2 separate regions of the Danio rerio genome follow, and region 1 is linked to region 2. Evidence: chromatin contacts called from public Micro-C data. All regions are on one chromosome and are shown on one strand. Each heading gives the region's core, a stretch centred on a gene start, on an enhancer-like site or on the middle of the called end of the contact. The rest is flanking DNA. Distances are from core to core; before and after follow the strand shown. Region 1 holds the start of ubtf (upstream binding transcription factor). Region 2 holds the start of vat1 (vesicle amine transport 1).

Region 1 (6,589 bases), core at 1,511-4,010, 150 kb after region 2:
TCGAATCCCAAGAATCAGGAATTGCTGCCTAAAGAGAGGAATTAAAATCCAGCCCGACACATAATGGTTGATGTTCATTACACCACCCCTAAGTGTTTACACTCATTCTAGGGAATCACTCGAGTAAAAAAACTAAAACTAATGAATTGTGACAAACATCTGAGACAAAAAAAGTGAAGCCCACATAGTTATCACTTTTTTTCGTGAAATTAATAAAGAAACAAGAACACTTCAACTGTTGGTCCTGACTTTCTATTTAACCTAAACAAGTATATGGGTGTTTTGTTTGTCTGTTTTTAAACCATCAAAGCTTCTATGGCTTTTTTCATGGCGTGAAAATGCATGCAGCAGTTAAAAATAAAACTTTTATATTTGGTTATCTCTATCTCTCTAAGGCTGTATTTGCTTTAACGGCGTTTAAAATCTTTTCAAACGAATATTTTTAAAAAATCCTCATTTATAGTCGAATTCCCCGAATCAGGAATTGCTGCCTAAAGAGAGGAATTAAAATCCAGCCCGACACATAATGGTTGATGTTCATTACACCGCCCCTAAGCGTTTACGCTCCATCGTGAGACAGAGCCCATTGCTTGTGACGGTTTCAAATCTCAAATAACTCTGCAGTCGACACCAGCAAGAGCAGCCAATCCGTCTAATCTTCCATTTTGTCTACTGAACTAAGACTTAAAACGGCATCTCCAGCGCTCGACTCGCGTTTTTTGGCACGAGCCTTTCGTTGCGGAGCCTCAAAAATGGAGTATATTTTCGGCGGACGAGTGGATACTGGGAGGTACTACAGGACAGGAGGAGGAAGGAGCGTTTCGGGCGATAGGCAGGCAGCTGCCTCTACACGGACCAGCTGACCACGGATCGGGATCTGCTTTCGGTGTTCGTCGAGAGGGGGAAACACAGCTAGGGATGGATCATCATCATGAGTGACTGATTCAGCATGCAGCACCAGCGTCTGCCTCCACACGGGACAGGGCGCGGGGCTTCGCTTCCGCCGCGGACGCGCTCTGGGTCAGCCTCATTGCGACAGTATTAAAAACGCTCGACTGTTTTGGAGGGCTCGTCCTAATCTGATGCGGTTTAGCAAATGTGTGCACTGACTGAATTAGTCACAAAATGGCACGAGGCTTTTTCCAGGGCGAGGCGTCGCAGCTGCGCTGAATGTGTGTAATGGCGGCGCGTGAGCCAGCTCAGTCCAGCTTTAAAATAGACCCTGACTGAAGGGCATTTCTTACCATACTGAAATGCTCCCCAGGCAGCCGGGTGGCATTGCTTTGTGACCCTGTTCAAGCAGAATTGAGTTTTACAATCACAAAAATGTCCAGAAAAGCTGGTTGATTTAATAAGATTTTTAAAGAACAAAAGCTTTGGTAACGGAGCTCCAGGTTCAAGGAAAATACGTCAAAGTTAGTCTTTAAGTATTTATAAGGGTTCATTTAAAATTCATGTTTCATACATTTAATTCGGTTTCGGATATTACAAACACGTTTCTAAATCATACAATTAATGCTGTTTAATGTTTAAAACAGTTTAGCTTATTTATCCAAGTGAAAACCTTAATAAATGGATTCATCATGTCCACAAACGATAGCTTTCAATCAATTATCTTTTAATAAAGTTAAAATGTTACACTATTAAACCGACCTACGACTTGACCTACACCGGAGCTAGCTGGCTAGAATTAGCATTGAATCCCCCTCCAGCCAGTCTCTCTGGTGAGAGCTGAACCAGCTCCCGTTAAAGAAATCATCCAGAAATTATGTTTAATTAAACCCAAAAAGCCATTGTTATTTAGTTAATGCTAAAAATTATTTCCAAAGTGTCCTCTTACCGTAAAGAAATCTGGTTTTTACCCCGACTTTTCGAGTGTCGAGGATAGCGGGGTGAAAGCACGGTGTGTGCAGCCGTATGGTAGCAGTCTCTTCAAAGGCTTGAAAAACAGAAATGAAAGAAATAAACTGTTAATGTAAATCAATACTCGGCGATTAAAGCACAATTAAAACAAACGAAATCATCTCGGCGAGAAGCGACTCAATCCCGTGTGCAAACGTGTAATTTTGTTCGTGGTCACAATGGAAAAACGCAACAGCCGAGAGAGAGGACGCTTGACTGGCGTGACGACTGTTCTAGAGCCGCCATACTATCCTCCATGCACGCTGCAAGCCCAAATCAACCCCAACGACAAAAAAACGACCACAAATCACCCATAACTTACCCGGTTCGCTCCTCAAGCACAGATAACCGAGGAAAACGATCAAATATGATCGCGAGCTATGATTTCACGGTAAGCACAAGCGAAAACAAGCCCACACGGTGAGACAACCAAGCTCCCTGATGGCGAACCAGAGGCGGCTGGTTCTTCCCTCCACGAGCCTCATGGAGTCCTGACTCGGAAATGAAGACGACCGCGCGGATTACTTCCAAACACGACAAAGATGCACGTTTTGCGCGTTAAAACGAGGTTAACGGCTTGTGGAGTTAAACTCGAAAATTAACGGTTCTGGTATTTAAAGCGGAGGATGTTTTTCCCCGAGTCACAGGACGGGAAATTCGGGTAAGGCGACCTCGGAATGTACCGTGCCTTGCACCGAGTCAACGCGAATTTAAACAAAAACCCCATCAGTGAGCTAAAGTTTAAATGTTTATATTTGCTTTTGATGTTGTTTTTCTTCTCAATGTTTGTTTACCCAACGGTTGGTAGGATGAGGCGCTGGTTAGACCTTACCTGTCGCTGCTTGTGTGTGGAACTGGTGCTGGAACAAGGGGAGGGTTGAATGTTAGCCAGCACTGCGCCGCCGGTCCAGGGCACGGGCGCTCCAGTCCCCGCAGAGCTGAGAGACTTCCCCCCGCCTCCATCTCTCTCGCTCTCCTTCCAGTCAACGCGCAGCTCTCTCGATCCGCTCATTTCTCTTTCCAAAGAGACATCCGCATTTTCAATCTCTCCCCTGCTCGCCGCTCTCATCACGGACGGCTCGCCCGTTTCGCCTCCATTCGGCATTATAAACACGGAGCTACCGAGGCGCCATCAAACCCAGTGGTGCGCGCGTGTTGCACTTCGGACTTGTTTTGAACACATTTTTCTCTTGATTGATCATGCATATTTCAATAAACTTTATTAAATATGCTTGCATTGTGTTTTGTGATGACTATTATCATTATAAGACACATTTAGTCAAGCAGGTTGCTTTCCCAGAGCGCGTGCACGGTGTGAAAGAAGAGTGAACTGTTGTGTACATTAAACATCTTTTCAGCATTTTCAGTCTGACAGCTTCATCTTTTTTGTCACGTTAAATAATTAAACCCCACCTTGTCTGTTTGTGGGCGTCACCTGAAATGTCCAATCAAGACGTTGTGATTTGGTAAAAACATGATTTTCCAATGGGCGCGCGGATTCGTTAAACATCAGAGCGGTGACGTGCGCACTTCATCGGAATGAACGCCTCAGTCCCACGCCGGTGCCTCGGGGAACCGAATACAGGCCGGTGGAACAGCTCAAACCTTGTATAACAGTTGTCAACTTTTGAAGTAGATCAAAATAAATGTTCAAAATTATTCCAAGACAAAACTGGGGGTAACTGATGAGATTTAGGACAACTTTAAAGATCTTTAATGTTCACCTCTGTAGTTTCCAGTGTGAGCTGTAATGCTAACTCTTGAAATCATTTAACATGTTTAATTTTTTTGTGCACTATTGAGATTCACGTATACATACTAACTAGTAGGCTGTATTGAAGTATTTACAATTATTATCCACCCCAAAAACACTTATATGCATAGATTGGTGTCTTTTATAGTTAAAGTTTATTGACGTATAGAATGTAATCGTTTAATGACAAGACAACTTGTTAATATATTTATTTATATATAGTTATATATTTATTTATAGAGAGAGAGAGAAACAAAAATCACTTAATGACATATTAAAACACTATTTTATGAACACAGTATGCCTAAATTAATAAATGTAATTTTAAATCTATAGTTTGTCACTATCAGACCAATTTTTTATTTATTAGCCATATGTTTTTAATAGTTTGCAATATTATTTAGTATTATCCAATGTAATGTAGTTTCAGATCTATCTATCTATCTATCTATCTATCTATCTATCTATCTATCTATCTATCTATCTATCTATCTATCTATCTATCTATCTATTTATCTATCTATCTATCTATCTATCTATCTTCTATGTCTGTCTGTCTGTGAATATATATATATATATATATATATATATATATATATATATATATATATATATATATATATATATATATATATATATATATATATGCACTTTTTAATATCAATGATGGATTTATTTTTCCAAGTAGCAATAAAGACTTTTATATTGTTACAAAAAACATATACTTCAAATAAATAAATATTTTCAGCTGTCATCTAAATAAATCTGAAATATTTCATCACAGAAATAAATAACATGTACATGAATATTTTGAATTGTAAACATATTAATTGAATAAATAAATGCAGCCTTTTCTATTCATCCATCTTTTTAATCCAGCTTACTTTTTAATATCAAGGATGGATCTTTTAAATGGTAAGAATATGTAATATTATGACAGTTTGCACTATATTTGTGTAATAAATGCAGCATCAGTAAGCATAACTCACTTGTCACTTTGGACAAAAGCGTCTGCTAAATGAGAAAATGTAAAATAACCTTCTTTTAAATATCTTACAGACCCTAAATAGCACTTTCCCTAAGTGCTAAGTACCCCAAGTACCCCAGATTAAGAAATCACATTTGTCAGACTAAAGGTCTAGCTTCAGGTATGTCACAGGACTCTCAGAATGGGCAGGACTCTTGAGAATGTGGGTGGAATATCAGGGTGGGCCGAGCTCTTGATTGGGTGGGACAGGACCGCCCAGGCCTCATATAAAGCCGGGACTTCTAGAAATGTGGATTTGTCTGCATTCCTTCACTAATATTAGTTTAACAAGACTTATTGAGGATGTTTTAAAGAATTTTAATCAATAAACAAAGTCACACACCATAACATACCAAGCATACATAAAGCAAATGAATCATTTATACTGTGTAAAATCTATCCTACGCTAACAATCATAAGCCTAATATATTTACAGGTATGATGTTCGAAATTCAGAAACATTCAACTTCTTATAAGAAATATAAAGGCACATATTTTGCATTGGCATCACCTGTGGAAACAGGACGGGGGTACAATCGAGCTGGTGCATAGTTGACATGCCTCACTCCAACGTGAAGTTTCCTGCTTTAAACCCTGAATACTTTAAATAAATAAATAACAGGATGATGTTTTAATCCCAAATCTTAAAAGGCACAAACACACACACAAAAATAAAATAAAATCAAAAGCTTAAGCACAATGTTCTATGCAAAAGTAAGAAAACATACTATTCGGATAAACAACTACGGAATGTATATGAACAGTTTATGAACTTTAGGTGTGCATTGATCACATTCTTCAACATTTCTGACCTGTTAAACTAAGGGATTTGAATGTACAACAGTTAAAAAAATATAAGCAAAATTATTCTCATGTAATGCACACAGTGAGATGAATTCATAGTGGTTTGGAATCAGAAATCAAGAATCTAGAGATTGTTTTTTTAGTCGTCTTCATCATCAAATTTCACGTTTGCGTCATCAGCATCCAGCTGCAAAAGAATAATGAAATATATGTAATCAGATCATTTCATTTGGCTAATATAGTTAGTTTTTTTATTAGAATACTGTTGGTTATGAAGATCCTGTCTATGTGCAGTGACTGTGTGAATGTCTTAAAGCGGATACTTACACATTTCATTTCCATAACAGTGAAGACGTGACCGGTCATGAACATTCTCAGAGGGATCGTGAGGATCAGAACGAATGGAAGGGCGAGTGAGAAATTACTCGATTTTACCACCCACAGCAACGCCAAACACATCACTTGGATCAAAGTGTACAAGTGCATACGCATAGTTGGCACCTACAAAGAAACAGATAGATGTATTGATCAATAGCGGAACAGACAGGTTTTTATTTGCTCACTTAATGGCCACTTTATTAGGTACACTTGTTAACGCAAATCTCTAGTCAGCCAATCACATTGCAGCAGCTCAACGCATTTAGGCATATAGACATGGGGAAGACGATCTGCTGCAGTTGAAACTGAGCATCAGAATGGGGGAATGTGCAAGGTGATTTAAGTGACTTTGAATGTGGTATGGTTGTTGGTGCCAGACGGGCTGGTCTAAGTGTTTCAGAAACTGCTGATCTACTGGAATTTTCATGCACAACCATCTCTAGGTTTTACAGAGAATGGTCAGAAAAAGAGAAAACATCCACTAAGCGCAAATGCCTTGTTGAAGCCAGAGGTCAGAGGAGAATAGCCAGACTGGAGCTGTAAGAAAGGCAATAGTAGTCAAATTACCACCTTTACAACCGAGCTATGCAAAAGAGCATCTCTGAACACACAACAAGTCCAACCTTGAGGTGGATGGGCTACAGCAGCAGAAGACCACACCAGGTGGCACTCCTGTCAGCCAAGAACAGGAAACTGAGGCTACAAATCGCACAGCCTCACCAAAA
Region 2 (6,526 bases), core at 1,810-4,309:
GAAAATTTATATTGCAATATATAAGTGCAGAGGAAAAATATCTCAATGTCAATTTTTTCCATTATGGTTCATGCCTACCCTAATAGTGGTTGCATTTAGGGTTTTTGGGGCATATCCTCATTTAAGAATCATGCGTTTTTATGTGAAATAAGTATTATGAATTTGTAAACATTAGTCACTTTCTTGCCAATTTATAAAAAAAAATTCCTTCTGAGATCAGGCTGGTATTTTCACAGCAAAACGCGAGAATCGAGAATGTCCTATGTTTTGAGAAAAGTAGTCATTTCAGGCTTTAAATATGTTTTTGAAAAACATCCCTGCAAAATCCTTAAGGGTCTGGTTTACATGTCACTTAGATGGCTTCTGGGCAGTTCTTGGTTAATGAAAATTATGAAGGAGTCCGGACTTCTGCTGTCAATCTGAACATCTGGCTGTATGAGACTGGATGAAAGATATAGAAGAGCATTAAAACGTTGTTAAGATTAACTTTGGAAATTCAAAAAAGGAGGTGGTGGAAGATGAAGTCAATCTTAACCAAATCATGGCAAGGGGAATAAGGGCCAACAATTTTGCAGTTAATGTAGGCCTCTTCACACTGACCCATACTTCATCTCATGTTTCACTTATATTGGCTAGTCGTTCAGCATATGCTTTTTACATCAGGCACACTGTGAGACAGTCATCCTAAATTTTTGATACTGTCAGATATTGTTCAAAGGCTCAAAAGTGGGCCTTCGTGTTTGAACACTTTTAGGAGACACGACCAATGAAATTGCTATTGTTACATGTGTTTTTTTCCCTAGTAATGCCTGAAATTGTACAGTGTACTGGTCATTTAAAAAATCAACTATAGGGTTGACATGGAAATTAGGCCTATGGATTTCTCAGAAATTATATTTTGCCCTATGAAATACTTACCCAGTAGCCTTTCAGGATAGTTTATACTTTTTTTTTTTTTCATTCGAGGAACATTAAATAAGATTTGAAACTGAAATCATGATTGTTGGTAGTTCTGTCAAAACTTTGAGTCAGAAAAATGTACAGGCAAACCCGAATTAATTCTACGGCTCTTGACATACATTGAGATCTTGTGAAAGTGAAATAATCAGTCTGTACAAGCAACTGGACTTTACTTAATTAAGATATTTCCTTCAATCCACAGTCTCTGAAAATAGTCAAGTTTTGTCTGTTTTAATCAATTAAGTAATTAATTAATTTTGACTCTGAAGGTGTCAGTATCACTGTTTATTCATTTTTCTTCGGCTTAATCCCTTTATTTATCAGGGGTCGCCACAGTGAAGGAACTGCCAACTAATCCACTATTTGTTTTACGGAGCGGATGCCACTGAAGAAAAAAGTCCACTTGGATCGCCATTTGGGGGTGAACTGCCTCTTTAAATGGTTTGGGGAAACACTTTTAAGTGTCTAAATCTATTAGAGGTAATGTTGTGTTATGTATATATCTATATAGGATCAAACCATGATGGAGTGAAGCTTGCACAATGATTAACACCACGAGTTCCAATCTATTCCAGTATGTGTGCAGCTTACGTCAGCAGTAAATAAATAAACCAACTGGACACGTTTTGCCTGAAACATGAATTACTTGTGGAAGTAACTTAAGCAGCTTTGTGCATATATGGCAGAATCAGACCAGTGCATAGTCAGCATTCTTGTTTGTGATTTTGCTGATTTGTTTTATTGAGAGGTCTTCACTGCAAAATATGTGTATATTGCACATTTAATAGAAAATTATTTGGGTTAAAGTCCGCGTGAACCAGATGTTGCTGAGACTTTATTTCAGTGTGTTGATTTACTTTCAACTGAAACTGCATATTAAGTAGGAGGTGTGGTTTTCTTTTTGCACATCATTATCTGACATATAAGGGCTTGGTTAAGCAGTTAAGTATTATGGCAGAAGTCAAAGGACCTCCACTCCAAATGCAGATGCAAATCATGAGACATTGATTGAAGATTACCAAAACAAACTCTTTTTGTTTCAGTGAATTAACTTATACAGGTTAAATGTTCACCTAAAGAAAAACAATGTGAGCAAAATAAGATAAGCGGTCACAAACAACATCCAGGACAGATTCTATTTGACTCCTTTATAGAAAAAAAACAAAACAGCAATTTAAAGATAATACAAATTCCCGTTCACTCAGCTTTTGAAATGCTACCATCAAGACACAAGTTTAGAACTCCTAAAGCCCGAAGAAATGCTAATAAAAAGTCATTTATCCCAATTGCAGTTCTTGTTTTAAGTTGGATCACTGTTTAAAGTGAATGGGGTGGTTGTCAAGAATGATCTGCAGTAATATGGGGCTAATTTGGTTTTCACATGTTTAACTTATGTTGTTGTCTTGATGAGTGTTGTTATTGTGTGATTGTTGTATGTATGCTATTGTTGTCTTAAATCCAGTGTTAAAGACAAATTTCCTTTTCGTGCTAAGCAGAAAAGACAAAGTTTAAACTAAACTAAATAATTTAAACTTTTCTGTAAACTAAACAGTAAATATTTGATTGGACACCCTTTAAAAGGATAGTTCACAAAAAAAAAAAATTAATTTCAAAACCGGTTTGAGTTTCATTTTAGTGTAATCACAAAGGAAGATAATACTGAAGAATGTTGGGAACAAAGCAGCCATTGACATCCATATGTTTTGTTCCTGGATGTAAATGGCTGCTTTTCCACTACATTCTTCAGAATATATTGTTTTGTGTTCAGAAATTCTGAAGATCATATTTGGTTGAATTACCTCTTTATATCATTTTAAACTAACATACTAACATATGTAACACATACATATATTTAATAAAAGAGCCAGTGCATTTTAATGTAAATACAAATTACATTTGTACGCATTCCTAAAGAAAAGGATTAATCTTTGAAAGTGTATTCAAGACTGCCAGAATTCCTCTCAATCTCTTTTCTGAATTTCAGCTGACTAGTAAAAACAGCTTCACTGCATTTACTAAATTGAAGTCAGCGAGCAAACTCCCTCACTGGACTCTTCAATCCACCGCTCGACTCCATTTCTCCGGGCTTTCCAGCTCGCCACGCCTCGCCTCGTTTTTTCTCAATAGTTGTCAGAGCCTCGGGTCACTCACTAGTCGTCGTGAGGCATCTTCCACTCCCTTTCTTTCTCTCTCTCTGTCTCCCTGTCCTCCACCTTCTCAAGTCTCCAGCATCCCAGTTTTGCAAAGGCTGAGAAAACCGTGGACCGCGCAGCAGCTCGTGTATTCTGAGGTTGTTTGAGTAGCCGCATCTGAGTGAGGCAGGAAAACAAACGCAAGTCTTTTCTCTTCAAAAGTTCTCCTCCACTCAAACTCCGACCATGTCCGGCGAAGACGCACCTGCTCAGCAGCAAAACGCCGAGGAGCAGAAGCAGCAAGAGACCAAGACGCCCGCCGAGTCCCCAAAAACCGAGAGCAAACCTGACCCACCGCCCACCAGCGCGTCCACCGAGGCCGCCGCCACTGCTGCTGCCGCCGCCGACACCCCGGCGCCCGCCGCCGAGAAAGCCCCAGAGGAGGACACATTCACCTACCGGGCGCTGGTGCTCACCGGCTATGGCGGGTACGATAAGGTGAAGCTCCAGGTGAAGAAGGGGAAACCTGCTCTCAAGAGCGGCGAGGTGATGGTGCGCGTGAAAATGTGCGGGCTGAACTTCGCCGATCTGATGGCGAGACAGGGACTGTACGACCGGCTGCCGTCCCCGCCGGTTACCCCGGGCATGGAGTGCTCGGGCGTCATCGAGGCTGTCGGTGAAGAAGTGACTGACAGAAAAGTGAGTAAACGCTTTGTTATTTATTTATCCTGTGCATGCATGCATGCATTTTTTAAATTGCTCATCAGTCAAATGTGCTTTGAAAATGTTTATCCATTGGTTTATAATCTCTGCAAGAATGAGTAAATGAACTCCCAGTCAAACTCCTGTCACACTGTCTCTCCACCGGAGACAAAAGAGAAGCGGGAGGGGCGCCGATAGCCTCATTTCAGGAGCACCGGAGCTCTTGTCGCGCTGACCCGTGCAATGGGCCGGAACGTTAAACGTTCACGGGAGAGCGAGCTTTGCTTGTGTGCGCGGCGAGTTGAAAGTAACACAACCTCGTGATACTTTATGCACAGAGCCAAGCAAGAACGCTGGAACTGATCTACGTCGCGTCCAACGCAAGCAGCGTCGTTAATTGTAAAGAAAGCGTTTAGTTTCGTCGCCTCAGCTGTATGTGGAACCACCGCCCCTCTTTCTCTCAGAGGTTGACTGGCTTTGAAAAGTCGCACCTGAGACGCGCATCATCAGCATGCGTTATATTAGTCGACAAAATGTTCAAAAAAAGTAATCTAATAAGGCTTTTATTTTGAATAAACCACTTTCTCTGATTGATCCCCGGTGTCTCGCGGGCGCGTGGAAGACTGTCCCCGCGCGTAGGAAAAAGGGCGAGGCGCGCGAGGGGGGAAAATGCTAATCGCACGCGCCCTTTGTCATCAGCCTCGCGCTTTTGTGACACTCTGACATCATTCATCATCCGTGCCATCTTTTTTTTTTTCTTCCTTTTGACCTCTTTAAACAATAATTAAACTTTTTCTTCCCGCTTGTATAAACGTCAACGCCTATTTCTGTAGGCATCGCGCCAGCGAAATACAATTTCTTAGTATTACCATATTTGATTTGGTTGGCCGGCGAACGAATAGTGTAAATAAACCCAGTTCTCCGGTTACTTTTCATTCAGCCCCGTCGGTTCATAGAAGTCTTTAGTATGACGTGGACTAATCGACTTTCTATGTGCTCCATATGAACAAATCGATGAGTCATGCCTAGTGGTTGCTGAGCCGGTCTCCATGGCAACGTATCATGGCAACGCCACATCTCTTGCGTTGAAAAGATTTGACATTTTGTTTGAAGCAGAATAAAGACATTTAACGAGAAGCAGTGGAGGTAAGATGTTCACAGAATTGTGTGAAATGCTGAGGAAAACCTAAATAGTCTGCGTTACTATATGAGAGAAAAGAAGAGTAAGCAAGCACTAGGCGTTGGCTGGTGGGTGATGCGGAGGAGGTAGATAATGGTTCAGCCCTTCCTCCGCCTCGTCTGTCAACGATATTGAATTTAAAAGGTCATCGTCCACCCTATTGCTCTCTCTTTATCCATCTCTCGCTCTCTATATTATCTTGTCAGCAAGCAAACAATTGCTTCTTCTCACATTCGGAGAGCTGACATTGTTTGTTGAGCATGTGAGGTGAGGAATCTGCTGATTGTGGTGTCCGGAAAAATGACTCTTTCTTATGGAGAAGACTGAGCGAGTGTCTGTGCATTTTACACCATTAATGGACTTGAGCCAGTATACGTTTGGGTAATATGCATGCCACACTTAACCAAATACATAATATTTAAATCATTTACATCTAAGTTATTAGTCAGACTTAATGACAGTGTTTTTAGGCAGAAGTGTAATAGGGCTCTTTCAACCAAAGATGATCAAAGATAATATTAAATGGTGAATTTTGCAACAACAAAAAAAGTAAAATATATGTAAAATAAATGGATGATCATATATTATTGCACTTACTATATGTGAATATGTGTCTATTAAAATATAGACCATATTTGACTACTTTTAGGCGATTTGGATACAACCCTAAAAGAAAAAGTGTCTTGATGACTTCAGTTTCAGTCTATTAGATCATCAATCCCCCTCACCCTACACACATCTACTTTTGACATATTTCAGATGGGGTTTAAGCATTATTTGGGGGGGCAGGGGGTGGGGGGGTAGTTAAACCTTGGGCTAGTGTGTGAGTTATACATTTGTGTAATATGCGCTTAACCAAATTCATAATATTTAAATGTATGTAAATATTTATATTATTTTAATCATTTACATCTCAATTATTAGTCAGACTTATTGCCAGTGTTTTTAGGCAGAAGTGTAATGGGGCTGTTTCAACAAAAGATGATCAAAGACGACTAGAAATGCTCCGATTGATCGGCTAGAGATTGATATCGGCCGATAATCACATTTCATGACTCAGTCGGTACTCACTAATCTGGCCGATCACATGAACCGACCACAAGTGTTCATTTACAGATTTACAAGCAGAGGAAGATGCAATTTCTTATGTATCAAGGATGCACTCCAAACTTTTTCTTCATTGAGGCACATTGAATTATTCTTCCATCATTTGCAATGTTTCCAAATTGCATTGTTAGTAATTCTTCTTACCAATTTTTGTCTGTTTTATCTATAATTTTCTGTAAAGCTGCTCTTTACCATGACATGCTTACGAGATGTTTAAAGCATTATATGCAACGTCATTTATTGTCTTAGGAAAGAAGAGATCTCCACTTAAGTATCATACTTAGATGGAGAATGTGCTTTATGCACTGTTAAAGTTATATAAAGCTTGAAGCATCAGAATCAGTACTTTGCATCAGCCGATAGACATGACGAGGAATCGGTACTCGTATCTGCTTCAAAAATCCTGATCGCAGCATCCCTAAAGACGAACTGTTTTTGATATAAA

What was found. A called contact is a pair of places that touch in the nucleus more often than the background predicts.
Region 1: a Micro-C map of caudal fin shows a contact between it and region 2, with 2.2 times the contacts expected there. The contact joins the promoter of ubtf here to the promoter of vat1 in region 2. A contact is called at or near these places in 2 of 18 Hi-C or Micro-C datasets (caudal fin and hematopoietic stem cells).

The regions. Positions count from the first base shown.
Region 1 is chr3:18,842,086-18,848,674 of GRCz12tu, forward strand. It overlaps ubtf (upstream binding transcription factor), which reads right to left and starts at 2,761. Exons shown (of 22, transcript NM_001005395.1): 1 at 2,735-2,761; 2 at 1,841-1,939. slc4a1a (solute carrier family 4 member 1a (Diego blood group)) reads right to left here. Exons shown (of 21, transcript NM_198338.1): 20 at 5,814-5,987; 21 at 4,985-5,673. The coding sequence ends at 5,626.
Region 2 is chr3:18,692,367-18,698,892 of GRCz12tu, forward strand. It overlaps vat1 (vesicle amine transport 1), which reads left to right and starts at 3,060. Exons shown (of 6, transcript NM_001007051.3): 1 at 3,060-3,791. The coding sequence starts at 3,339.